Linked DNA regions of Oryzias latipes: region 1 is linked to region 2. The links are chromatin contacts, called in public Hi-C maps. All regions are on one chromosome and are shown on one strand. Each heading gives the region's core, a stretch centred on a gene start, on an enhancer-like site or on the middle of the called end of the contact. The rest is flanking DNA. Distances are from core to core; before and after follow the strand shown. Region 1 holds the start of LOC101174296 (nuclear receptor subfamily 2 group F member 5). Region 2 has its middle 7.2 kb from the start of bola1.

Region 1 (4,259 bases), core at 1,709-4,208, 34 kb before region 2:
AACAACTTTCCCGGTGACTAAATATTAATTTAGCCTGAGATGAAATCCTACAGGAGTTTTATCAGGAATTGCGCAAAGAGTAATTTTCTGTCCAAAAACAGAAAATTTAAAGGATGATTACAGCAAAAGCCTCTCTGCTCACATGAGAGTCCCTCAGATCTTCTGCACATGCATATTTCACCTGGATCATGACAGAGAACAAACACTGCGCCCCATCGACAGCCTCAGGTGACCCTGCTGAATAATACAGAAAACATGACTTATGGATGACCTCTGGGGACTTGCACTTCAACAATCCTGACACTTGTTGAGCTCTTTAATCTCGCAATTCCAGGAAATAGATGTCACGGCAGATTTTTCACCTCCTCTTTTGTTTCAGATTTTCATGAATATTAAACTCAACTGGAAAATGTATTATTCATCAATCTGTGTTTTACATTTTAACTTTGCTGTTTGGATTTTGTCATGCAATCACTGGACAGTTTAGTTATTTCTAAGCATTTGTCCGCCTCCTTGAATGGAAAAAACAGCTCCAACCTGGTGAGATCTGGTTCAAAATAACTTTTCTTGGCACTTTTTCTTCTCATAATACAAATTTAAATAAAGAAAGTTTAGGGAAAACTGACTTCCTCAGCTGGCAGAAAGTGACATCTCAGAGATTCTGTCATCATGAGACTTAATCAGATGGATTGGCTGCTTTTTCTCTGTTTCTGGAGTGCGTCAGGCGCTTTCCTCGGGTTCATTCAGTCAGAAAGGAGCATGACTGACTCTGCGTGGCTCACGGGTCTTTTGTACGCGTGTACAGTCCACACACACACGCACTTCCACAAAGACACAGGGTTTCACTTGCGGGAAGCCTTGAGGGATCCGCTCGGATCTGAGACGGCGGGCGGGCATTCCTACCGTCATTCCCGCTTTCGGTGAGGAACAAAGAGCGGCGGGGTGTCTGTCCCTCAGCATCTATTGCCCGAGTCTCCTTGAGCAACGCCGGCTGTCGCTGACCTTATTCTGTCCTTGCAATGGGGAATAAATGGGGCGAAAGGTGACGTCTTCATTGATTGTGCAGAAATTTAGCGCAGTTACGCGCAGTCCCTTTTGCGCACTAAAAGAGCTGATTGCGTTTTATTTTAGCCCTAAGAGTCTCAGGTTTATTTCAAAGGTTAAATCCACATTTCATGCTTTCCTGGGACAGACAATACCTCGCAAAGAGTAAAGCTGCCAACAACGGAGGCAGTCTGCGCCACCGCAGACGCAGCAATTAGCAGAGGTCCCGTTTGGTTAACGAAATGAAGTCTGCGCCGGCGCATGCCTCGTGGACGGGGTGCCGCAGCTTAATCATAATTAATATGAGAAGCGCTTCTCTGCACCAACACGTTTCCACTCAACCTCTTTGGCGTCAACTGACCCGTTCCTAATGCAACACAATGCAACAAATGTAGCGGCATCCTCTTATAGCGGCTCGGGGTGTCGGTGAACAAACAGCATAATTACCGCAGAGAGACAAAGGGGGCGGGGGGAGGTAGTCAGAGCGCGCGGGTGAATTGTTGGGATTTGGAGAATGAATGTGGAAGAAGCGCTGTAGTGCCGCAGGTGGGAATTGATTCTATTCCGATGACTGACGGTGTGCGCGCCATAAATGACTTCACTTCTCCTCGTTGTCATGTTTACTTACTTCACAAAGTTGTGCTTATTTTCTTTGTGCCAAACAGAAAAAAACGCGTTTTTATGCGTAAGTTAGCCATAACGCAACTTGTAAAGATATGGACAAAGTAATGATTTTAATGGAGCAGCGCGTGCAACAACTCCTCTGGGTGTGAGTGGTTGGACTAGTGTGGGTCCAGTTGTGGTTAAAGCATTGCCTTGCAGCTTTTACGCGCAGCTTTACGCAGAAACGCGCGTCCTAAACACCTCTCTCCATGGATCAGGAAAGCGGAGCTTACCTTCTCTTCTCATGCCAACTTTCAGGCACTTCTTCAGCCTGCAGTACTGACACTGGTTCCGGTGGTGCTGGTCGATGGGACAGTCTCGGTTCCCCCGGCAGGTGTAGGTGAGGTTCCGCCTCACTGAGCGTTTGAAGAAGCTTTTGCATCCCTCGCAGGTGAACTGACCGTAATGCTTCCCGCTGGATTTGTCCCCGCACACCATGCAGTCCACGTTGGGAATCTTGTCCCCGGAAAGTGCGTCGTTTCCCGGGGTAGAACCGTTGGGGGTCCCCGGTCCCCCTCCGGGCTCCTGACCGCACATCTGGAGCTGGGAGCCAGGATCTGCAGTAATGTTCTCTGGCCACTGGTTTACTACCATTGCCATGCTATCCCCCAAACACGTAGTCCTCGTTCAAATCACAGAAGGAGTCTGAGGAAGCGCAGTCTAAAAAAAAAGGAAAAAAGTAGACTCCTACTTTTCCAGTTCAGTCTTTCTTTACGCACAAATTGTGTGACCAACTTTTCTCTTCTTCAGCGCGGCAGAATTCTGTCTGAAGGCATTTATCAGAATATCATCATGATCAAAGGGTGAAAGCGCAGCCTACAAGTCCCGGGTCTCCTCGGTGCGCACAGATCCATAAACACGATGCTCTTCGGAGGGAAAACTCCAGAAAGTCACTTAAACAAGTCCAAACTTTGCTTCCTTCTTCAAACATGCAGCCAAAGGGAGGACAGGTACTTGACTCTCGCTAGTTATTCAACTAGTGATTCTGCTTTTGGATTTGCTCTGATTTATCATAAATCAGTCAGAACTGACTGCTCTCACTTAGTAAATTAAACGATTTAGTCCAAATAGGATCTTGGTGGCGCGCAGAGGGAAGTCCCGGCTACGCTTCTATCTGCGCTCGCCGCTGCCACGACTTACAGAAGAAGCGCTCTGGTTCTTGACGCAAACGTCCTCCGCGCAGAGATCCGCGCTCAGAGCCGCTTCTCACCCTTCACCATGCGTCCGGACTGACAGCCAAAGCTTCAAATTGGGGGAAAGTGTCACCAGCAGGAGATCCTCGCGCGGACGCCCGCCCCTGCGCGCGCTCCATATAAGGTCAGAAAAGCCAAATAAGGTCTCCTCCCCTCCCGTCACGGCGAGGAGGGCGACGAAAAGAGCCCGTCGCTATTGGCAAGCGAAGTCTGGGAAAAAGCACAAGGAGCTTCGTGATTGGACCCAGGATCTATTTGACTGACAGGTTCGATTCGGACCGTGCGCTCTCGTGCGGGTTTCTTAGGCTTCTCAGCTCTGGAAAGGCTTTTGAGGATCATAAAAATACTCGATAACCTTTTAAACTTGTCATGGCTTTAACATTTAATTTTTGCGCAAAACTTTTAGCTTAGCGCGCGAACTTGCAGCCCGCCGACGTGCAAACTGCATCGTAAGCTTTGGAACCTATTGGGCATTTTAAATGAGAATCTATTTAACTGAAATGTACAGAAATTAATACTTTAAAAAAACTTTTATGTCATGAACAAAAAGTATAAAGTTTTAAGTTATTTTAATGCATTCAAATTCACTCAAAACTCGGCACTTTAGAAGGTCAACATTTTACACGTCATCGTTGTGAGTGGCACACAAATATAAAACGCTGTTTTGCCTTTTTTCTTTAAAAATATGTGAGCCATATTTATATTTTAACAATATTTTACTCAGTAATTTCTCTATTAAGCATATTTTTACTATTTAATAATTCATTCTTCAAAACAGATTAAAATAAATTACCCCTCAACCAAGTCTATGTGATGTGGTTCTAATTAAATTATTTTTATTGTTGCTGTAGCTTTTAAGACCCAGTTTCATTTGACACTAACGCTTAATAAGTGTGTTTGGACCTGTTTTTGCACAAGGTCAATATTTTTGTGGGCCAAGTGAAAAATGTTCACAAGATTCTAATAATTTCATGATTATTTTTGAGGCAAATTGTCATTTAAAGCAAACTGGCAAACCTAAAATGTTCACTTTAACACCAAAATGAGGCTTAGTCCTCCAAAGTTCTCTAAGTTGTTCTGTGATGCTTCGGTTGCGGACAACTAAACGCTTCAAAAAAAAACAAAAAAGAAACGACTGCAACAGTTCAGAAAAAAGAAAAACAAAGTGTTTCTCGTCATGGTCTTTGAGCTCAAAGCCCTGCCTAAAAAAACTGACCAAAGTCATAACCATAATCAATTTTCATCTGTCACACTTTTTCTCTGTGTTTGTGATTTGTGTCTTAGTTTCTCGCTCTGTCATCTCACTTTATCAAGCATAAACTGCAGGAATCATAATCATGACTCTGGTTGGAATGGAAA
Region 2 (4,257 bases), core at 501-3,000:
GATGGCACAACTACAAAGTCAATCATTGACCTGATGCCACTTGGACTAATGGACATTCTTGTGTTTAAACATGGATAAATCGTGAGTAGCACAGATGTCCAATGACAAAACACTGGTCAGGTTCAGGCTGCACGGTGGCACAGTGATTAGCGCTCTTGCCTCACAGCCCCCGGTTCAAGCCATTGATGTTCCGTTTTTGAACCAGAACATCAATCGGGGACCTTTCTGTGTGGAGTTTGCATGTTCTCCCCGTGCTTTCGTGGGTTTTCTCCGGGGACTCCGACTTCCTCCCACCATCCAAAAACTTGCTCCATACGTCAATTGGCAACTCTAAATTGTCCCTAGGTGTGAGAGTGAATGGATGTGTGATATGTGGCCCTGCGACAGACTGGCGACCTGTTCAGGGTGCCCCCTGCCTTCGCCCACAAGTGGCCGGGATAGGCTCCAGCAGCCCCGTGACCCCGAAAGGGAAAAAACGGAAGAAGATGAATGAATGAATGAATGAATGAATGAATGAATGAATGAATGAATGAATGAATGAATGTTCAGGTTCAAATCAGGGAGGCCGGTCCAACCCATGACGCCCTCCAGGTATCACTGTCATTACCCAGCTGAGCAGGGGGAAACTTAAAAACAAACAAAAACAAAAACAGTAGTCTTTAAACCACAGGGGAACTAAGAAAAGAATTTGGGAATCCATCACAAACAATCCCTGTCATTTGGACCTGGGCGAGAAATTAGAAGATCTTTGGATAAAGTGGATTTTAGACAACTTTATAAAACAAACATTCTCAGCTTTGAATTGATTTTTTTTTTTAATAGTTACAGTCAGTGAAGGGATTAAATGAGTTATACACTCAGAACTGCTGGTCAGGAGGTGAACAGCAGCAGCTGTAAAACATGTAAAAGAGGTTATAGTAATTCATGTAATTCATTAGGAAAGGAGATAAAAAGGCTTTACTTTTGTTAAATCGTGCTTATAAAAATCGTATGTCTCAATAGCAGAGTTATTGTACTTATTGCATTAAGCATAATGTAAAAGAAACTTTTCATTTTGAGTCTCTGCCATGCTTCCAAAAAGAAAAAAACTCACATTTACATGAGAATAAAATAGTCAGATTACATAAATGCATCTGTAAAAACTATGTATGCGTTGATTGCTGAACTAGAAAGCGATCACAAACATACATGAGGTTTAGGAGTGTAACATCCAGAGCAGCTGTCACTCAAAGCCCCCAAATATTCCCAAACACTGATGTTTGAATAACTTACAACCTCTGGACTGAAAACATCAGCGCTGAGTAATGCCCAGGGGTGGAAGTGATAACACGAGATGGTGATATGATAATAGCTTCAGGCTGTGTATGAGATATAAACATGATCAGAGGGGGTGCTGAGTTCTCCGGGGGGTTAAGTGACTGTAATCCACCTTAAGACCCAGAGCTGCAAGATGAGGGTGGAAATGGAGGCAAGAGAAACTGGGAATCCTGGGAAGATTTTGAGGGACTTAGACAAAAGGAAACATTTAAGACTCTGGATGGGAGCTGACGGAGAGGGGTCAAAACAAGTTTATGAGGAGAGCCACCGAGGCAGAGCGTGCATGGAGAATGATTGACAGCAGGTGGAGATAAAGGGGCGCAGCAGGAATGAGGGACAGGTTCAAAGCTAGGCAGCAGGAAGATCACAGAGGCAGAGGGCTGAGAGGATAATGAGGAAGGCTAGAAAGAGTCTTATCTGTGACCCGGCTGTCTCAACATGCACACTCCTTTGGTTAGCGCCCTGGAGGGGGGGCATGTCGGTGTGAGAGGGCTTTGGCCTGTGCACTTTGGCCCCAAAACCAGCCGAACCAGCCCCATGCCTCCACGCCCCCGGGAAAAACTGACATGCCTTATTGCTGCAATCATGTGGGTGACTGAGAGGCAAATATGCGTTAACAAACAGGCCGTCACACATCAGTACCGATACAGACGTTAACGCTGCGGACAGCTGCCTCGTCTGCCGCATCTCTCGTCGCAAACTTTGTCGTTTTGGCTGCAACTAAACCATGCACCAAAGTTGGAAACTTTTTTCTCTTTCTCTTTGATGCCTTCTTTCTGTAACCCTTGTGCTATCCTGGGCACTTTAACATTGGGAGATGGGTCATCTAGACCCACTGGACAGCGCTCTGAACCTTTTTTCTTCAATGATTTGTGATCTTCACTGGTGTCCATGGATTACATGAAATCTTTCCACCTTTATCCACCTTTGTCATGGTAGGGAGAACACGTCAATGTAAGGGTGGGGTCATCTAAGATAGCACAAGGGTTAAAGACCCACTCCAAATTAAAATATTTGTTTGAAAGCAAAAAAAACCAAAAAAGCAAAAATAAAAAAAGTTTTAAGCAAAGAAAAAAGTGGAAAGCAAAATGCATTTTCCCATAAGGTTTTTTTTTAATTTACTAATATTCCTTTCCAACATTGTCAGTTTGTATTTTTGTGTAACATTTTAAGTAATTTTGAGTTATGGAACCTTTTAAATAGTTTCACTTCTTTGAAATCTATGAAATACATTCCTAAATATGAGGAAATGGTTGTTGGTATGTTTGTTTCTGCTTTGAGTATTTCATATGGAGATGAAACAAACCACTCAGTGCTTCCCTGTTGACCTGACCCACCTGCAGTCACTGTAGTTTGTAAATCTGTATCCGGGAGGAACCGTCCAGACGCAGAGCGGGACGCTGCACGGTCTTCGCTGACTTCTATGCAAAAAATAAATAAAAAAATAAATCATCAACTTTCACAATTACTAAAGTTTTATTGTAGTTTTTCATCTTTAACTAGGATTTTTTTTTACATTTCTTTGCACAACAAAAGCAATTTTTTTTCCAAAGTGAAAGTTTTTGTGGAAGATTCCAAATCCTACGCCATTAATTTGAATTTTAAAATGAGTGAATACACAACTTTGAGGTAAAAAAAAATTGTGGCTCCACGTTTCTTAGAAGACGCTCTTGGTAAGTGGTGGGGGGGGGGGGGGTCACAGGTGACGGTTGACCTCTGCAGACAGACGGGTCTCCATCAACCGTGCAGGACACAAAGCTGACTCCCGTCACACACAACGGTTGGCAGCATGGCGATGGCAGGCAGAGCTGCTGCGCCCCCCCCGTACAGCGCCTGAGCCCCCGCAGCTCAGACGCGGCACACCTGGGAGATTTGTCCTAATGAGAGCCCGATGTGGAGCTGCGGCTCATTCCGCCTATAAAATCACTCCCTTCCTCCTTTCCTGTGAAGCGCGGCTGTTGTTTATCAAGCGAGGTAACGTCCTGTCATGTGACACCCCCTCCCCTCAGAAGCCCACCTGTGTGGACTTTACTCCTAATCCCCTCTCCCTACCCCCCCCCCCCCCTTCATCTTTGCTTTGAATACTTAGACTACTGAGTGTAACTAATTCTCCCACACAAGGATATTGTCTTTTCTTCATCTCCGCCTTTGTCCTCCTCCTTCCAGGCTCCATTCACTGTTTCATTAGTCAGTGTGTGGTGTGAGAGGGAGCTGGGGGGGGGTTGGGGTGTGTGTGTGTGTGTGGGGGGGGGGGGGTCTTTCTAATTAAATGGCTTTAACAGCCTTTTACCACGTTAGATTCAGCTTTTCACACCATGAAAGCAAAGTAACGAACTCTGATTATTCTGATGCAATAAATTACAGAATTAATTTATTTAAATACAAACTTCCTCTTCAGGTTTATCAGCTGAGAGGATTTTTTTCACTTAGGCTGCAGATTTCTGCCATCAGGCTGTGGATTTGGTGTCGCTTGTGTTTCTGTGCACCCATGCAGCTCGCTGGTCCCCCAGGAAGACCAGACCAGCCCTTCTTCTCAGAGAACCATCCCCAGTAATGGATGACCCCGCAACCAGCAGAGGTCAGGAGTCCCCCCCGGCCCCGTGGCCCTCCGTTCCAGAGCCGAGGCGTAAATCAGCGGGCAGCTTGTTGCGGGGAACTCTGCCCCGCCTGGGTTTCCCAGCCAATCCTGGTACCGTCTGTCCCGCAGCTCTGACGCACACAAAGTGGGTTCCCACTGACCTGCAGGACCCCTCCAGACCTCATGGGCCAGAACCTGGCAACCCAACACTGATCTGTCACTGCTGGAGGAGGCCTGGCGGACAGCGGCCCACCCCGCGTGTCCGTGAGAAAGAGCTCATGACTGAGAAAAATCACCAACTTGCAAAAAGTGGCAACGGTTTAGTAATCTCAAGACACATTGAACTAAAAATAAGCTTAAAC

The links. Hi-C and Micro-C count contacts between places; a contact is called where the count stands out from the background.
Region 1: a Hi-C map of embryo shows a contact between it and region 2, with 1.9 times the contacts expected there. The contact joins the promoter of LOC101174296 here to the enhancer-like site in region 2. A contact is called at or near these places in 3 of 5 Hi-C or Micro-C datasets (all in embryo).

The regions. Positions count from the first base shown.
Region 1 is chr16:29,293,137-29,297,395 of ASM223467v1, reverse strand. LOC101174296 (nuclear receptor subfamily 2 group F member 5) reads right to left here and starts at 2,958. Exons shown (of 4, transcript XM_023964369.1): 1 at 1,941-2,958. The coding sequence starts at 2,307.
Region 2 is chr16:29,258,209-29,262,465 of ASM223467v1, reverse strand. No RefSeq gene overlaps it. Among protein-coding and RNA genes, the nearest start is that of bola1, 7.2 kb to the right of the region's middle. Within about 2 kb of position 1,750, at least 4 of the 8 cell types and tissues checked have an H3K27ac peak or open chromatin away from gene starts, as enhancers often do. A contact at or near this core is called in embryo, where this site is marked.